4 separate regions of the Mus musculus genome follow, and all the other regions are linked to region 4. Evidence: chromatin contacts called from public Hi-C data. All regions are on one chromosome and are shown on one strand. The core of a region is the stretch at or near the end of the contact, and the rest is flanking DNA. Distances in the headings are between cores, read along the strand shown. Region 1 has its middle 36 kb from the start of Gm29961. Region 2 overlaps Nectin1 (nectin cell adhesion molecule 1). Region 3 has its middle 40 kb from the start of Gm30015. Region 4 holds the start of Nectin1 (nectin cell adhesion molecule 1).

What was found. A called contact is a pair of places that touch in the nucleus more often than the background predicts.
Region 1: a contact with region 4 is called in a Hi-C map of the N1E-115 cell line, with 2.9 times the contacts expected there. The contact joins the enhancer-like site here to the promoter of Nectin1 in region 4. A contact is called at or near these places in 5 of 484 Hi-C or Micro-C datasets (the N1E-115 cell line, cerebral cortex, cortical neurons and 2 more) and 3 of 115 datasets of contacts at active chromatin or transcription factors (embryonic stem cells, forebrain and neural progenitor cells).
Region 2: a Hi-C map of muscle stem cells shows a contact between it and region 4, with 2.3 times the contacts expected there. The contact joins the enhancer-like site here to the promoter of Nectin1 in region 4. A contact is called at or near these places in 5 of 39 promoter capture datasets (the C10 cell line, hippocampal neurons and liver), 1 of 15 datasets of contacts at CTCF or cohesin (the NIH/3T3 cell line), 17 of 484 Hi-C or Micro-C datasets (the C2C12 cell line, the N1E-115 cell line, conventional dendritic cells and 10 more), 14 of 115 datasets of contacts at active chromatin or transcription factors (the 230-238 cell line, the SCID.adh cell line, embryonic forebrain and 8 more) and 2 of 9 other capture datasets (adipose tissue and liver).
Region 3: a Hi-C map of the N1E-115 cell line shows a contact between it and region 4, with 6 times the contacts expected there. The contact joins the enhancer-like site here to the promoter of Nectin1 in region 4. A contact is called at or near these places in 3 of 39 promoter capture datasets (embryonic stem cells, hippocampal neurons and stem cell-derived epiblast-like cells), 4 of 484 Hi-C or Micro-C datasets (the C2C12 cell line, the N1E-115 cell line and cortical neurons), 5 of 115 datasets of contacts at active chromatin or transcription factors (the SCID.adh cell line, embryonic stem cells and epiblast stem cells) and 1 of 9 other capture datasets (adipose tissue).

The regions. Positions count from the first base shown.
Region 1 is chr9:43,680,083-43,682,782 of GRCm38.p6, forward strand. No RefSeq gene overlaps it. Among named protein-coding and RNA genes, the nearest start is that of Gm29961, 36 kb to the left of the region's middle. Within about 2 kb of position 1,354, at least 28 of the 459 cell types and tissues checked have an H3K27ac peak or open chromatin away from gene starts, as enhancers often do. A contact at or near this core is called in the N1E-115 cell line and cerebral cortex, where this site is marked.
Region 2 is chr9:43,776,168-43,778,867 of GRCm38.p6, forward strand. The region is part of intron 1 of Nectin1 (nectin cell adhesion molecule 1); the gene reads left to right. Gm46108 (a long non-coding RNA gene) reads right to left here. Exons shown (of 4, transcript XR_003948147.1): 2 at 1,185-2,652; 3 at 1-591. Among named protein-coding and RNA genes, the nearest start is that of Gm46108, 13 kb to the right of the region's middle. Within about 2 kb of position 1,449, at least 44 of the 459 cell types and tissues checked have an H3K27ac peak or open chromatin away from gene starts, as enhancers often do. A contact at or near this core is called in the C2C12 cell line, the SCID.adh cell line, embryonic fibroblasts and 3 more, where this site is marked.
Region 3 is chr9:43,697,059-43,699,758 of GRCm38.p6, forward strand. No RefSeq gene overlaps it. Among named protein-coding and RNA genes, the nearest start is that of Gm30015, 40 kb to the right of the region's middle. Within about 2 kb of position 1,428, at least 23 of the 459 cell types and tissues checked have an H3K27ac peak or open chromatin away from gene starts, as enhancers often do. A contact at or near this core is called in the N1E-115 cell line, cortical neurons and epiblast stem cells, where this site is marked.
Region 4 is chr9:43,742,630-43,745,329 of GRCm38.p6, forward strand. Nectin1 (nectin cell adhesion molecule 1) reads left to right here and starts at 1,325. Exons shown (of 6, transcript NM_021424.3): 1 at 1,325-2,093. The coding sequence starts at 2,015. It overlaps Gm46108 (a long non-coding RNA gene), which reads right to left. Exons shown (of 4, transcript XR_003948147.1): 3 at 2,687-2,700.

The sequences.
Region 1 (2,700 bases), core at 104-2,603, 63 kb before region 4:
TTGTGTGAATGGTTAAAAGTCTCTTTATTTGGATGAGAGAGGCTATACTCAAATTAAGGCTGAAAAGAGCTCTCTCCCAGAATCAGTTTTATCAACATATAATTTACATAAAACAAGATGCATTTATGTTAAATGTATAGATAGCTTTTTTTTTTTTTTTTTTTTTTTTTTTACTATTTTTGTTTTTGTTCTTGTTTGAGACAGGGTCTTACAATGTAGCCCAAGCTGATTCCCCTGGGGGCGGGGGGGGGGGGGACGGGACGGTCTGACCTCAATTCTTCAAGCTTGCCTAGCAAGCAAACACTTTATCAACTGAGCTAGCAGACCCCCAACTCCCACACACCCACAGCCCACCCCCCTGCCCAGCACAGTTCTTGAGACAGGTCCTCACTCTAGCCTAGGCGGGCCTAGAACTCACTCTGTAACCCAGTCTGGTCTTCAAAGCCACGTCAGTCCTTCTAACCCAGCCTCCTGGGTGTTGGGATTACACGTGTGAGCCTGGCTTTCCATCCCACTAACAGACATTGACACCCGGGGCCTTCTGCGAGACAGAATCTCACTAAGTTGCTGTGTCAGCTGTTCTTCTCACTTTCATTGATGTGATCAAAGACCTGACAAGAAACAGGTGAAGGGCAGAAAGGTTCCTTTGACTCCGTCTGAGGGTACGTGGTTTACTGTGGCAGGGAAGTCCTGGTGGAAGAGTTGGAGTGCGTGCCAGATGGTCACATCTTAGAAGACCAGAAAGTGGAGGAAAGAGAAAGCCAACACTCACCTGGCTTTCTCCTTATTCCCCTTTTATTCAGCCAAGGTGTTGGCCCCTCACCCCTGACACCCACATTCAGAGTGACTCTTCCTTTCTCAGCTAAACCTCTCTGGAAACATTTTCACAGACATGCCCAGAGTTGTGTCCCCTAGGTGAGTCTAAATCCCGTCACAGTGACAATAAAGATCAAACATCACAATTACTCAGGTTGGCCCTGAGACTTCTCTGTCTCTGCCAGGGCTACTCATTCCCCAGCCTCTCTAGTAGCTGGGGTTACAGGTCAGGCTACTTTCTTGCTTATGACACACACTTGGTGTTGATTGAATCCTGGATTATATGGTTTTACATATAACATTCTTCTCTCCTACTTGACCACAAGCTGTATACAGGAGTCATGCCCCTGTCTCCTGAGTACCTGGCACTGTTTCTGACAGAGGAGCTACTTGGTGGATGTTTCAGGAGACTGCACAAAGATATGGATGGCTGAGACCCAGGGAAGCCCAAGGCTTAAACAGAGACCTGGGCAGCCAGACTCAATAGTGATCCTACCCAGATCCAGAAAGGGAGGGAACAGAGCAGGCAGGAGAGAAAATGACTCATCTACAGAGATACATAGCAAAGAAGGAAACTGCCGTTCAGCAACTTCTCCACCTTCCCTACTGTGGGGGAGTGAATGTTCCAGCCCCCGGTGAGCTGGGGTGGTGATGAACACTCAGAGCTTCAGGGCCCTTTTAACAGGCCTGGAGCAGCCACCAGGGAGTTCTCAACCCAGAGAGGCATTCAGGGCTCCCCCCCACTGCCTCTACCTTGTCCCCGAGTCCCCCTACAGCAGCTGTCTCCACCCCACCTCAGAGACTGTGTGAGTGATCTGCTCCGAGAGAGCATGGCAGCCATCCTGAAGGACTGTGAAAAGCAAAGCAACCTCACTTCTCAAGACAGAGGGCAGGGTGACCCAGGTCATGGGACGTATCCCACAGCACAGTGACAGGACCAGAGGCAGGAACACCAAGACCTGAACTAAGCTTAACTGGAGGAGATTCTCAGAAACCCCTCTGAAGCATGAAGGCAGGGACTGGGGAATGAGTGGGGAGAGGTAGAATTCTCGCCTAGCATGCACAAGACCCTGGGTTCTGACCCCAGTGCCCCGTAGGCTGGGTATGGCAATCTCAGCACTCAAGAGGCAGAAGCAGGAGGATCAGAAGTTCAAGGTTATCTTTAGCCAGGAAGTGAATTTGAGGCCAGCCAAGGCTACATGCATGAACCCGTGTCTCCAGAAGCTCGGGGACTCTGTGCCTCTGAGCTGCCCCAGACTCCAGTTGCGGGGGATGGAGAGAGAGAAAACTGGGACCAGGGGCCAGGACTTGTCCTGCCTGTCATCCTCTCCATGACTCCTCAGGGATGAGTCACCATAGCCCAAACCCAGACTCCAAGGATGACAAAGTAAGCAGGTGGGAGAAACAGGGCTCTGACTGAGCATGGTCCCGGTCTCCTAATCCTAAAGCAGGGAGACAGAACCACTTACATCTCCACAGAGCTCGCCAGGATTAAATAAGATGACAGATGTAACATCCTGGCTCACAGTTAGTATTCAAAAGATGGCAGCTCCTGTCACTAAGAAACCTTCAATTTCTGAAGAGTGTGTGTTTAACCTTCCCACTTGTGGAGTGCTTGTGGTTTATGAAACACTAGCCTGTTTACTTCTTCTTTTGATCCTTACACAACTGTGTGTGTTGTATGTTTGCATGTTTGTGTGTATGTATGTATGTATGTATGTATGTGGAGGCCAGAGTCACATCAAGTGCCTTCCTCAATTGCATTCCACCTTATTTTTTCTGTTGTTGTTTTTCTATTATTTTATGTTTATCTGTGTTTTACCTTCAGTCCAAGGGTATTCAAAGGTTTTATGGAAGCCTTAAGAAGAGAGACACGCCCCCCCC
Region 2 (2,700 bases), core at 199-2,698, 34 kb after region 4:
CTACTAAGGAGCCCTTTGAAGGATCCGAAGCCTGCTTCTCCCCCACCCTAGATGGTCCTTGGATCCCAGTCTGAGTCCACTGTCCCTTTGACTTTTCTATTTATGTACCAGAACTCACCCACCACATTTCAGTTTCCCAATCAAATCATTAATTACCCCAGTAATTAAATCCAATTAGCAGTTGTAGGGGCCTTTCTGAGTGAGGAACCATTAGCCAGGGTGAAAATGCCTGGGAGAGGGAGAGAGAGCGAAAAACTCACCCCTTCCCAGCTTTCAAAGTGAAAACAGGAGTCAGCAGTGCAAGGCCAGGGCCCCCAATTAAAGTTGGGGCCTCACTCATTAAGCTAATTTGGCATGCTATCCCAGCAGCCTCTGGTGGGAAGGCCAGCAATGGAGCCGGCCAACATTTGGTGGTGGTGGAGGTGGGACGAGCCCTGCTCACCTTGAGGGCTGAGCTGGAGATCCAGGCTTACTCAGGGAAGGGCTGGGGTCTCGTGAGTACCACTTGCTTCTGGCTTCCTTGGCTTTGGAGCTGATGAGGGTAGGGTGGGCTGAGGTGAGGTGAGACAGGAAATCCCAACCTTCTGCTGCCTGTCTGGGGAAGAGACAGCTTAGCAGTCACTTATCTTTCTAGGTCTAAGGCTGAGGGGAGCTCCCGTCCCAGGATGGCTGTGAAGAACACACACACACACACACACACACACACACACACACACACACACACACACTCACACACTCACTCTCGTCTCTGAAGCTCCTGGGTGCCTGGTAGCCACCCTTGCCCCCGACTCCATGATTCCTGAAAGTAGCCTAGCATTTTCCCTCCATTCCCCTACAGCTCGCACCACACAGTTCCCAGGTTGAGAAGCTGAGAGCCAGAAAGATAAAAATCTAAGACAGAGTCAGGCTTGGAAGAATGAAGATGAGGTATGTTCAGAGTCCTCAGTCAGGTCTCCTTGTGGCTCAGCTGGCCTGCAGCCCTGACTGGAGCAGAGCTGGGGGCCAGGGTGACAGACTCAGCCTTTTCCCAGAGCCAGGGGTGACAGGCAGAGGGGATGATGCTCGCACTTCTTAGATAGTAGGGACTCCTCGCCCATCCTGCATCAGACAGGTTCCATGTGTCTGTCATGAAGCTGTAGACCACTGCTTAACCTCCCAAAGGGGAAGGAGCAAGACATACATACCACGAGGCTCAGTAATAGAAGGCACAGCCTCTGGAGACAGGCTGTTCTTGTGTGATCATCTGGCCTTGGAATTTGGCCTCTCTGAATTCCTCATTTCCAAGACGAGAATGGTAATGAAACCTAGCACCCAGGAGTTTTGAGAATGAAACAAATTAGCCTCCATGAGCATTCAGACTTTGGACTGGCACAGTGTCTAACACACACATGCTAACTGTACTTGCCATCTCCAGGAGAGGCCCAGCAGGAAACATGTCCCTCTTGTGTCCTCTCAGGGACACACAGGCTTCTGTTGCTCAGGTTGTTGCCCAACCTTAGGGTGTTCAGAGGGGGACAGGGCCGCTCTGCGCAGGGTCAGAAGGACAAGGGGATGGGAAGGAGAGTTAGTCAAGGGAAGCAGGTGGCCGCAGAAGCCGGCTACATCTCCGCAGCTGGGCGCCATGCCCCGTGCCTACGTGCTGGCTCCCTCTGTGAGGCAGGATGGAGAACAGGCCCTGGCATGCCAGCCCCTACCAGTGACTCCTGAAACCTTGACAAGTCTGAGCTAGAAGCAGGCCTGGGCGAGGCTCCTGATAGACTCATGTTGGGCAGAGGGATGGTCGGTGTGGGAAAGACCCCACACTTGAAACTGTGACGCTGCTGGGAGAACCGGAAGGAAGCCCGGGAGGATGCTGGGTGGTGGCTGGGCTCAGAGCCTTTTCTGACTCTCTGGTCTCCTCACTCCCATGTGTCCCTGCCAGGCAGGACAGGAAGAAGTCAGGCTACAGAGGCAGCAGGGAGGGGTGCCCTCAGCATTTTGCCAAGTGTAAGGTGATGGTTTGAGTGGTGTGGAGAGAGAAGAAGGGAGCAGTGACAACCGTGTGCCAGAAACAGAGGAAGCTGCCCAGTCCTGGGGAAGTGACCTCACCCCAGCTGAGTGAGCTGGGTATGCCAGGACTTAGTGTATAGGCAGGAAGGCTAGCTTTGGGGATGGGCATGAGACTTGGCCACGGGCACTGACACTGGAAGTCACTGAAGCAGTCTAGATCAGCTAGGAAAACCTGTATTAACTACCATTTTTAGCCTCTTGGGTGCTGGAGGGAAAGACCACCCAGGGACAATTGTACAGAATCTGGACATAGCCTCAGGCCTGCACAAGGTGGGGGCAGGGTGTTCCAGTGAGCACACTCCCTCTCCCTGACCCACCATGTCAGGACCCTCTGAAGAGCTTGTCTTCACACCACACAAAGGCTGCTAGGTTAAAATCAACAACAACAACAAAGCGAGTCATAAGTGCCCTGCTTCCCTGTGACAAGTAAGCTTGGCTGAATTTAGACCTGAAGTTCCACAAAAGTTGAAAGGCAGCCAGCAAGGGGTTACCCACCTGTAGTCCCAGCAAGGGGGCACCCACCTGTAGTTCCAGCTCCACTTTTCAGAAGGCTGAGGTAAGAGACTCTCCAAAGCCCTCCATTCCAGGCCCAGCCTGGGAAACCTGTATCCCGAAAGGAGAGAGATTGGGACTGTCACCACAGGGCTGGAA
Region 3 (2,700 bases), core at 178-2,677, 45 kb before region 4:
CTCCCGATGGTGCTGCTGATGACTGGGGATCATATTTGCTCAATACTAAAGCAGTTTAAATGCACTGTGCAGCCCACACAGACACCTGGGGCACTACCAAAGGAGAGGAGCTGTCACGTGTGTATCATAGGTATGGCAAGAATGCAAATGTCTTATTCAAACTTTTAAATATTTATCATACATTGACTAATTTTAATATTTTGGGCTAAGTAAAATATACTATAAAGGTTTGTAGGAATCTTTAAAGTATGGTGTGTCGGTCAGTGTTCTGTTGTGACGTAATACCCGAGAGTAGCAAAGTTAAAGGCAGAAAAGCTGCCTTGAGCTCACAACTTTGGAGGTCTTACTCCCTGGTTTCCTCAGTTACCCAGAAGTCATTGCTTCTGGGCCTCCTAATGGTGAGGCAGGACATCACATCCATCACATCGACAGCCTGTGGTAGGGCATTCCAGTGGACATGAGAGGGAAGAAGGGAGAGAAAAAGAGATGAGTTGAGCCAGAGGAAGGGAGGGAAGGGGAAGGAAAATGGGGAAGAGGAAAAGATCCTTCAAGGGCACATCCCAAAGATCCACCCCCACCCCCAGCATCCTTCACCACCTCCTATAATTTCCAGTGTCTCCCCATTGTCCATTCAACTTGGGAGCCATCAGTGTATTAATCTATTGATGAAGCCAGAGGCTTCATGATCTCATCACTTCCCCCAAAGTCCCACCTCTGGGCACTGCTGCACTGTGTGCCAAGCCTTTGACAGGTGAGTCTCTGATGGACTATTCAGATCCATAGCAGAATACAAGGCCCCCAACATAGAACCGAGACACACATACATCCACCAAACAATGCCCCTAAGTATGGGGTCCAGGCAGTCAGCACCCTGGGAATTTAGGACAGTAGGAAACAGGGAAATGGCCGTGGGAAAGCCTTGAAGAATGGACCAGGGGAAATCAAGAAAAGAGCACATATGATGTGGGGTAGGGGTGAGGTACATTAAGGATGCTGGGGAAGGTGGTTCCTGTAAGAACAGGGTGGAAGGGGGAGAGGTACCACAGAGGCCCCGGCTTTATCCCAACTAGTTCCTAATCCAAACTTCCCTCTCAGTGGCAGTCTCCTCAGCCCTAATCAATAATTAACTATTGAGAACATTCACCCAGGGCCAGGCATTGTCGTATTTGTTGAGGACACAGTAGTGAATAAGAATGCCCCAGTTCCTGTCCTCAAGAAACTCACAGCAGGGAAGACCAGACAGCAGAAACTCACAGCGGGCAGAAGATCAGAGCAGGACTCATAGACCACAGGCAGTCCCCGCTACTGCTGTCCAGGGGTCCTTCCTGAAGGACACTCTGATCCCAGGACGCTTCCTGTTTACTGATCAGTCACAGGAAGTCAAGACTTCTCCCTCTGCTAAATTCCAGTCTACCAGGGAGCCTGGGGCCCATCCCCTTAAATACCTCCCATCATGCCTCAGAGTTTCTGAGCAGCTCTGAGCTTTGCACTGGTGTGGGCCTAGTGGTGGCACCAATGAGCATCACGGGCCTCCCTCCCTTCCCAGGCCTGGGCTGGACTCTGTCCGTGGTGCTGAAATTGCTGCTTTGTCTGCCTAGGAAAAGAGCAGATTTCTTGTTGGTACCCAGCTTTAAACTCGATGTGGCCATGATATTTCTCTGCATTCTCAGACCTACCTGACTCTCTGAAGGACCAAGTTGTAGAGAACAGAAAAATTGGAGCTGTGACAGCCCCTTCTCAACCTTCCATCCTGGGCTGGAGTCAGTCATCGGAGGCAGAAAAATAACCCTGAGGCCCCTGATTCAGACTGTCACCCACTTACATGACTCTTAGGTGACCGGGCAATCTGAGAGCAGATGAAGAGCCTGAGCTGTGTACCACAGGTCAGAAATTGGGCACCATTAGCATGACAGCCAGGCTCATTCTGCAGTCCTCCCTGACCCCACCCACATACACACACGTACAGGACACAATGAAACGAGTGCACGTTGTGTAGAGTCGCCTCAGTGTCCGAAGCTCTGCCACACAGTGGCCCTGGCCATTCTAGTCACCGGGAACTACAGGCTCAGTCTCTCTCAGTGGGGAGGCTGGGCAGAGCTGCTCAGAAGTGCGTGATGGGAAAGACCATCCTCGTGGTTGAAGCTTCTTCTTCCCTAGAGAGCTGACCTGCCGCCATGACAGCAAGGGACCAGCAGCTGGGTATGAGAGGCCTCAAGGAAGAAGCTGGAGAGGCTACCTCTGTGTGACCTTGAGGAAGTCATTTCCAGAGAGGTCCTCACACTTCCAGTTAAGTGAGAGATGGTGAAGGACTCCGACACTCCTCTTTATGAGCTAAGCATGCAGACAGCGTACACATTGGAAGCACAGGAGCCACATGTGTGTCTGGCTACAGGAAACCAGCCTGGCACTGCCCTCTATGGGGACATGGGAAGAACACAGTCCAGTTCCCCCTGCATCCAAGCACACCCTACAGCCTCTTTCTATATGTGCTGGCAAATGAGAATAAATAAAAGAGCCTGGCACAGTGCCTGGTCCACAGCAGCTACCCCACAGGGCCCGATTCCTCCCCTCCCCCTTGCCCTTGAACGTTTATCTCTCTCCTTAGGGAATGGTGGAGACAAGCAAGCAAGCAAGCCGGAAGAGGAGGGGCAGAACAAGGTCAGGAAGGCTGGGAGAGCGTGAGGGACCACAGCTGCCATC
Region 4 (2,700 bases), core at 75-2,574:
CCCCCCCATCCCCACTAGACCCCGCTCCTGTGGGGCAAGGACCAACTATGAGACCACACAATGCATTCCCAAGTCAGGCGGTAGTGTGGTAGACAGTTTGTCCTGAGTTACACGGGTGAAGCATAAAAGGATACAGAGAGCATTCCTTTTGAGTGGAGTGACTTCTTTAGCAGGCTGAGCCCGTGGGCCCAAGAGTGGGAAACTGTCCCTCTCTTCCATTGTCCTGCCCCTCCCATTCTCCGAAAGGAAAATTTACATTTTATCAGAATTTGGCGCTACCCCAAGCCTCTGTGCCCTTGGGGCTGGGCTAAGGGCAAAGGGCAAAGTGGGTGTGGTCTGCTCAGCCCCGAACGAGGGAGTTCTGTTCTCTTGACTGGGAAACCCTGTCTGTCTGCCTCTCCTAGTCCAAGGATGGGGACAGAAGGTCCAGGCTTCAGGCTGCTAAGGGCCCCTCGGGCTCAGTCACCTTGGCAAGAAGCCACCCGGATGTGGTGGGTGGCGAACAGGATGGGGCGGAGAGTCCTGGCCGTTCTGGGACACCGACTGGATGGGCCACTTTCGCGGGAATCCCGCAAACCACTCAGAAACGAGGTGAAGGCAATGGGAGCCCACTTGGTTTGTCGCTCTTTGGGGAAAGCAGAATGCTTCGATTTCGGGACAAGGACCCCCTGAAGGCAATAAGGATTAAAGAAGACCCACTAGAAACCTGAGTGCCCTGATCTCTCACCCACTAATGTCTTGTCTTGCCTCAACTCTTCACAGCTTTCGCGGTTGGTCCTCCGCAAAGCTGTTTCCGTCTGGTGTCCAGATCTTGGGGAGCAGAAGCTTTGGCAACAGTTCTAGCCTGTGCTCTGCTTCTTTCTGCCACTCTCCATGCCCTCCTCTGGGCCTTTGTTTCCTCATCTGCGAAATGGTCCCAGGGTCGGACCAGAGAGTCAGAAAAGCCCTCGGAGCTCGGACAATGCCAGATCCAGCGTTCACACGGATCCCTACGGCAGCCCCCCTCCTCATCTTAACTCCACCCCTACCGAGCAGCTTCTCCCCCTTGCCGGCCGCTAGGGGTCACTGCCTCCCTTTGTCAGCGACCGAGGAGGGCAGCCCGCCCTCCGGCCCTTTCCACGACCGAACGGCGACCCAAGGGGCATCTTGCTAGCTTGGGGCCCTGAGCCGAACCCCACGGCCACGCTCGCAGCCACAGCTGCTTAGGACTGGGAGGTGCGGCCGCGCGGGCGGAGGCCGGGCCAGGGCTGGGCCGGGCGCGTGGGAGCCAGGAGGGGGTTAATGCTAACCCCTCCCCCCGGGCTGACATCACGGGAGAGCGGGTGAGAGGCTGGATCGGCGAGTGAGAGAAAGAGAGGGAGAGGAGAGAGCGCGGCTCGCCTCGGCACCGGGGCAGCTCCACATTGTTGCGGATCGCCCGCACCGAGCGCAGCGGCCGCGGTGGGGACCCGTGGCGCACCCGGCTCGCTCCCCTCGGTCCTCCGAGACCGTGCAGCCCCGAGCCCCGCGGGCAGCTGGCCGCCCTAGCCGCACACCACCGCCTGGGCCCCGAGCCCTCCGCACCGCCCGGCCACCCTCGGAGAACAGCCGGCCATGGACGCCTGCAAGTTGGAGCCGAGCGGGAGGGTGTGAGCGCGCCCAGGGCCGGGAGCCTGCGCCGCGCTAGCCCGGTAGCCGGGCGCGCCGGGGGTGGGTCCCTCTCCCCAGCCGGGCTTTGCGTGGAAGAAGAGGGCGGGGACCGGGGCGAGGAGAAGAGCGGAGGAGGCGAAGGGGGCATGACTCGTGCAACTTACTGCGGGCATCTGCCGAGGCTCTGAGCCGGCGGCAGCCGGGGACCGGATTGCGGCCGCGCGGATCCCACCCAGCCCACCCCGCCCCGACCGACGGCTGCGGCTGACCTGGATCCTCCGAGCGCCCGCCAACCGCCAGCGATCCGCCCTCGTCTTCCAGACTGGTTTCTGGAGCGCGAGGAGCGCCCTCCTGGCAGCCCCTTTCGCCGGACCCCCACCCCCCGATGGCTCGGATGGGGCTTGCGGGCGCCGCTGGACGCTGGTGGGGACTCGCTCTCGGCTTGACCGCCTTCTTCCTCCCAGGTAAGGCGATTGCCTCTGCCTCCCTCCATAGCCCCCCACCCAACCAGAACCTCCCCGGGACTTGGAGCTGGATGATGGGCAAGGCTACGGGTTGTAGGGAGCGAACGGAGCCAGAAAAGTTGGGTCACGCTTGGATAAGGGGGGGCAGGAGGTGGCACCGTGGAGAAAGGGGTTGAGAAGCCCAACAGCCTGCCCTGCAGGGTAGCAATCGGATGCACGTCTCTATGTAGCAAGAAAGCACTTTCTCCGCTCAGTTCTTCACAAAAATAATAATATGTAATAGGGTTCTATTTATTTAATAACCAGTTCTCAGCTCGAGAAGCAGTTTGGAAACACTGCGTGTTACATAAATGCAAAATAATCACCGTAATCACGGGCTTGGGGTATGAGACAACAGCCCCAGGGGGAGGGCGTCAGTCTCCTAGCTGGTGGGCTGTGGGCTAGGAGAGTGGCGGGGGTTGGGGGCGACTTCATTTCTTTTGGCGGCCTCTTGTCAGATGGTTTCGGGCTCATGGGGGCCCCCTCCTGCCCCACATCGCCCCACAGCGGGCGATCGGAACCTGCTCCTGCGGCACAGGCAGCTTCTTACTCACCTGCGGTTCCTTTT